2 separate regions of the Triticum aestivum genome follow, and region 1 is linked to region 2. A link is a contact called in public Hi-C data. All regions are on one chromosome and are shown on one strand. The core of a region is the stretch at or near the end of the contact, and the rest is flanking DNA. Distances in the headings are between cores, read along the strand shown.

Region 1 (2,700 bases), core at 148-2,647, 680 kb before region 2:
GCTTTCCAGTTTTTCAGGTAGACAATTCAAATCATATATGTTTAGCAGCTGCTCGGATAGTGATTAGCCTCAATAATCAGACTCTGACGCTACGTAACTACTGACTAGTAGTGACTAAAAGCTTAGAAGCTGCTTAGAAACATGCCGTAGAAGGCATCTCTCCAGACCCTAGGAGCAACAGCACGGCTCGAAATAATCCCAGAAATGACATCACCCAAAACAAACGCCCCGAAAAGAACACAACAAATCCCATGCGTACGTGGAAGCATCATCAGGTTGTGCAGAAAAGAATTCCCCATTTCTAACGAATTTGGCGAAAAAGAAAAGCATCGGCTGAGCTAGCGTTCTAACGAATCGATCCCGGTAAATCACAATACCAAAGCAAGATCCATGGCAAAGAACACTCGACTTTTTAGATCCCCCCTCTGCCCATGCATCTCCTACCGAAAGAACTACGGTGAGCTCGGCATGACACCGACCTGCATGGATCGCCGAGAGCTTAACAGGCAGCTGGATGAATAATTCGAGCAAGGAAGCGCAATAGAACAGTGGGAATTGCAAGCTGATTGTAGCGAATAGTTGGTGAAAGCATGTGCATACCTTGCTCGGGCATGCTTGAGGAGGGGTTCCCCTGGTCGACGACGGAGCGGCGGAGCTGGAACGCGCTGGGGTAGAGCGGCTCCTGGGCGTCGTCCCGGCTGCTGCTGCCGCCGGACTTGCCGGAGTTCATGGAGGTGCGGCGCTCGAGGCGCTTGCGCTTGGCCTGGAGGCGCTTGAGGCTCTGCATCTCGCGCCGGCGCCACCGCTCCTCCTCGGTCTCGGTGGGGAGCGAGCTGGTGCGCATCAGCGGCGCCGGCGGGGGCGTCGCGGCGGCGAGGTCGTCGCTGGTGCCCGGGAGCGAGCACATGGCGGCGAGGGAGGAGGAGCGCACCAGCCGCGGCTTCTTGGCGTCCCGGCCGGAGTTGGCGCCGAAGCAGCCGCCCAGGGACAGGCCGAGGCTGAGCTCGACCACCTCGTCCGCCTCGCCGGCGCCGCCCCCCGCCTTGTCCGACGCCGCCCCCTTCTCCCCGCCGAACCTGCCCAAGAAGTCCCTCGACGCCATGTCCGTCCGGCAGAGAGAGAGAGCAAGCAATTCCCCGCCGCGAAGCACACGCCAATCCCTCCTCCCCCGAAGCTCCAAGGACGGCCAAATTCTCAGGAACGCCTCGCCATTGCCGCGAATCCGTCCCGCGCGGGGCAATTCTCGGTCTCCAAACCCAGAGGGAAGAACATCACAGCGCCCAGGGAGGAACAAACAATCGACGAGCGCCGGGCAAGCAGAGCCAGTAGAATCGGCGGCAATCAGATCCCTCCGACGCGCGTGGGATCCTCGAGCGAGCGGGAGAGGGAGAGGGGGGGGGGGGTGGAGGATGGGAATGGAGAGGAGAGGAGAGGAGAAGAGAAGGAGGCCTGCGTGTCGCTCTAATCTCCTTCGTTGTTAGACTGCTCCCTCCATTAAACCGAAATTGTTTGGAGACGGGAACAGGGGGGAGCTAGTTGGATGGGACTACGAGCGCATGGAGGCCGGCCACGTGTCGGACAGCGGGTACACGTGTTGGACCCCGACAAGCCCAGCCGGTATCGGGCGGCGCGCGGCTCGGCGCGGCTCGGCTGGGGCCGCGGTTGGTAGTGATGGTACTTGGGGATGTGTGACGTGTCGAGGCCGCGTAGGGGCGTCTGCCTGACACGTTTCGGGCTTCCGGTTCTCAGGGCACGGCTCCCCGTGCGGTGTCACTCCGGAATACTACTTCTGCCTTTTTCTACTTCCTACTGTTTGTATGATTGTATCTATATACGCACCTCCGGTAAATGTTGGTGGTTATAAATAACCTAAAATTTAAAAAGTGGCCGTGCGCTAATTGAAGAAAACGAGCGGCCGAACTTTTTTACCATGCATGAGTTGTATTTTTGTCTGTTAGTGCATGTTGTTATTTGTATTTAATGTGTTTACACTGGTTAGTCCAATTTGAAACAAACAGCTTCACGTACAATTATTTTGGTTTTCCAAATTTTTAAAAAGCCATATCTTTCAAACCGCGCGCCGGAATTCAGATCCGTCTTCACTGTTGAATTTTTTGCGATGAGATCTTTAAAACTAGATCCCCCATGAGTATGTTTCGACGAAATTTTTTTGATGCCAACTTTAACGCTATATTGTGCAACTTCAGTACTGCTTTGTGCAAGTTTAGTACTGCATGGTGCAATTTTTTCAAACCCAGTTTTTTGGAGCTGCATCCACAGTAGTTGTAATTGAACACATAGTAGTTCTAGTTGGCACATACATGGCCACAGAGTTGTACAATCTGATCCGCATAGTCGCATATGAATTGTCATAACTTGTAATGTAGTCTAGTTGCACACACATTGATGTTTAGTTGGCTTGTAACGTATTCAAGTTGCACACGCATTGATGTTTAGTTGGCAGGAATACTAATTGCACACACATATGCTTAGTTGGCTTGTAATATAGTCCAGTTGCATACACATTGATGATTAGTTGGCAGGAATACTAATTGCACACACATATACTTAGTTGCATACACATTGATGTTTAGTTGGCAGGACACTAGTTGCACACGCATTGATATTTAGTTGGCAGGACTAATTACACACACATATACTCAGTTGACGCGGCAATGTATTCTAGTTGCACAATGCAGT
Region 2 (2,700 bases), core at 34-2,533:
ACGACAAGGACAAGCGTGCACCGAGCAAGCCAAGTTGATTGCAGGGAAAGCGTAAAATAAGAACTTGGAACAATGCCAATAACTATCAGATCCCAGATATAGCCAATGACAATAACTATCAGATTGAGAAAAATTGGATACAGCGTTTGGAACTTGAGCTCATGATTGTTTTCCCAATTTCTCCCAATCATCACACAAAACAATAACCATTTATTCAGCAGACTCAACCTGAGCATATCAACATTGGAAATAAATCAAATCATCAGAAAAGCCAGCTACAACCTCTTTAAGCAAAGAAAATCGACTACCGTTCAGAGTAGCATCCATATAGGAAAAAACAACTCACAACAGGAAAATGATTGAACTTTCAGAACTGAAACAGTAAACTAGATAACAAAATGAACAAACTACACGTCGAACCATCCACCAGACCTGATGCACGTAAGCCAATTGCAATGCAAACAAAGAATGTTCCACGAGGCAAAAGCAATACTAAATGTCTCTGCAGCTCGGTGCCATGATGGAGCACTCCCACCAAAATTCTGAAACCACAAAAGACACATAAGCTATCTATATCTAATGACCACAGCAAGAAAATACATTAGATGACATTTTCGCACACCGTGTCCTGATACTCCAAACCAGTCAACGGACAACATCAGTTTAATAGCGATTGAGAGTATGGACAAAAAAAGATGGCATTTTCACACAAAACATCATTACGTGAACCCCAGCCAGCCAGCAACCCACACAATACGTCAATTCTGTCGTCAAAGGGAGTCCCTTTCCTTCACCCAAGCGCACAAGCCACAAGAAAGCTTGTCCGTAGCCGCTCCGACACCAATTTACATCCAACAAACAACCCAGAACAGCCCGGTGCTAATCCCCAGACGACGCGGTTTAAACCCGGAACCCGCCCAGACCGGCAGCATTACACCGCGCCAAACCCTACCCCCCGCGCAGACCGACGAGGCCCACGGGATCCCTCGAGCCGCGGCACGACGAGGAGGGAGGACGAGCGCGCACCGGGCGAGCCGAGAGCCGGCGGAACGGAACGGAAAAGCGTAAAACGGGAGAGATCGAGACGCGCGCGCGGGGAGAGGGAGAGGGGCGCTACCTTCCGGACGGAGCACGGGCCGCCGCCGCCGCGGACAGCCACGGGAGGGCGGGCGAACCCTAGCGGAGCGGCTGGGCGGCGCGGGTGGCGGGCGGGCGGGGCAGTTGGACTGGACTCGATCGAGGAGGCGGAGCGAGAGAGAGAGAGAGAGAGAGGAAAGGAAGGAGCAGGAGTCGGAGGGGGTTTATAACGGGAAGGGTTTTGGGGGGTGGGGGACGGGTCGCGAATGTTCCCGCTGCGTCTCACTGGCTTCTGGGCCCTCACTCGGCAGCTTGCGGTCGGACTCGGACCGGACCCGATCGCAGCACGCTCGGGCTGCGGCTGGGCTCCGTCGGTCCGACCCACGAGTCCGACCGACCTTTTGTTGCTCCGACCCCGATGTTGCTAGTCTTTGTTTTTTTCTTTTTCTTCTAGAAGAACCCTCCTATCCTGGCGGCGCGGCGGCGGCCGCGCTCCCCTCCCTCACTCTTGACGGCGGCGCGGCAGCCCTCCACCTGACCCTCCGCGTGCTCCGCAGTCGCTTCTCCACCACCAAGCCCGTACGTCCTCTTCTTCTCTCCTGGGTGGCCTACCTCGTGCTCTGGCCTGCATCCAAGCTCCTCCAATCCGCCGCCGCAGCCGTTAGCTTAGCGCCGCCGCCGACGCCTCACACCTCTCGCGCGCGTCGCTTACATCGCCGCCAACCCTGTTCTATCTCGTCGCGGCGTCGCGTCCCTGCTGACCTGCTGTCGCCACCCCGTCCGCAGCAGTGGACAACTGGACATCGGTGTTCGAGGTATGAGCTTTTATTAGTCATACAGCGATTCGTTCCAAAAATTAGTCACACACTGATATGAATGATTAAGCCCAAACTGATGATCCTCCAAATTGTGTGCCGGTGGTCACCATTTTGGCTGGGGTCATAGGCCTCACTACCCTAACTTGCAAAATTAGTAGAAGCTTTGTACATTTGTGGATTAGCATGGTCTCATTTATTGATGTTATTTAGCAGGCTGTTCCTTGGGTCAGGATGAGCTTGCTATCCCAGAATGCGCCCTGGAAGCGCCGAATGGAGACAAGTGGAGTCGATGATGATGGCGATGAGGCACCCGTTGCTTTTGATGCAGAGGCTGGTAAGGAAACCCAAGACAGAGAGACACAGTAAGGATAGGAAGCAAAAGAGGGCTAAGGAGGATCACAATAAGGGTTTGAAGAAAAGGAAGGCCAAGGCGTTGGAAGCCAAGCAGAATCAAGAGGCGGAGGAGATGAGGCAGCTGGAGAGTTCACTGTTTGGGCCGATCTATGCGCCACTGGAGTTTGGCACTGAGCTTGGGGCTGCGGTGTCGGATCATGACAGGGATGGTCCTTTGTTCTTCATGGATCAGTCTGCCGGTAACGATGAGGATGACTTGCCTGTTTATGAGGAGGATTTCGGCAGTGAAGTTGATGAAGTTGAGAAAGGAGGCTGATGAGCGTGTGATCTCGGGCAGAGAGTATGAAGCTAGGTTGCGTGGTCACCATGCCAAGTTGAACCCCTTTACCGGCTGGGCAGATATGGACCGTAAAGCTCTTCGTCCTGGGATGTACGACGGTGAATCCGATGA

Evidence for each region. Hi-C and Micro-C count contacts between places; a contact is called where the count stands out from the background.
Region 1: a Hi-C map of leaf shows a contact between it and region 2, with 3 times the contacts expected there. The contact joins the promoter of LOC123188019 here to the promoter of LOC123188015 in region 2. A contact is called at or near these places in 2 of 5 Hi-C or Micro-C datasets (both in leaf).

The regions. Positions count from the first base shown.
Region 1 is chr2A:140,428,457-140,431,156 of IWGSC CS RefSeq v2.1, reverse strand. LOC123188019 (ninja-family protein 1) reads right to left here and starts at 1,397. Exons shown (of 2, transcript NM_001426803.1): 1 at 601-1,397. The coding sequence starts at 1,102.
Region 2 is chr2A:139,748,495-139,751,194 of IWGSC CS RefSeq v2.1, reverse strand. It overlaps LOC123188015 (nuclear transport factor 2), which reads right to left and starts at 1,283. Exons shown (of 10, transcript XM_044600044.1): 1 at 1,118-1,283. It also overlaps the pseudogene LOC123188016.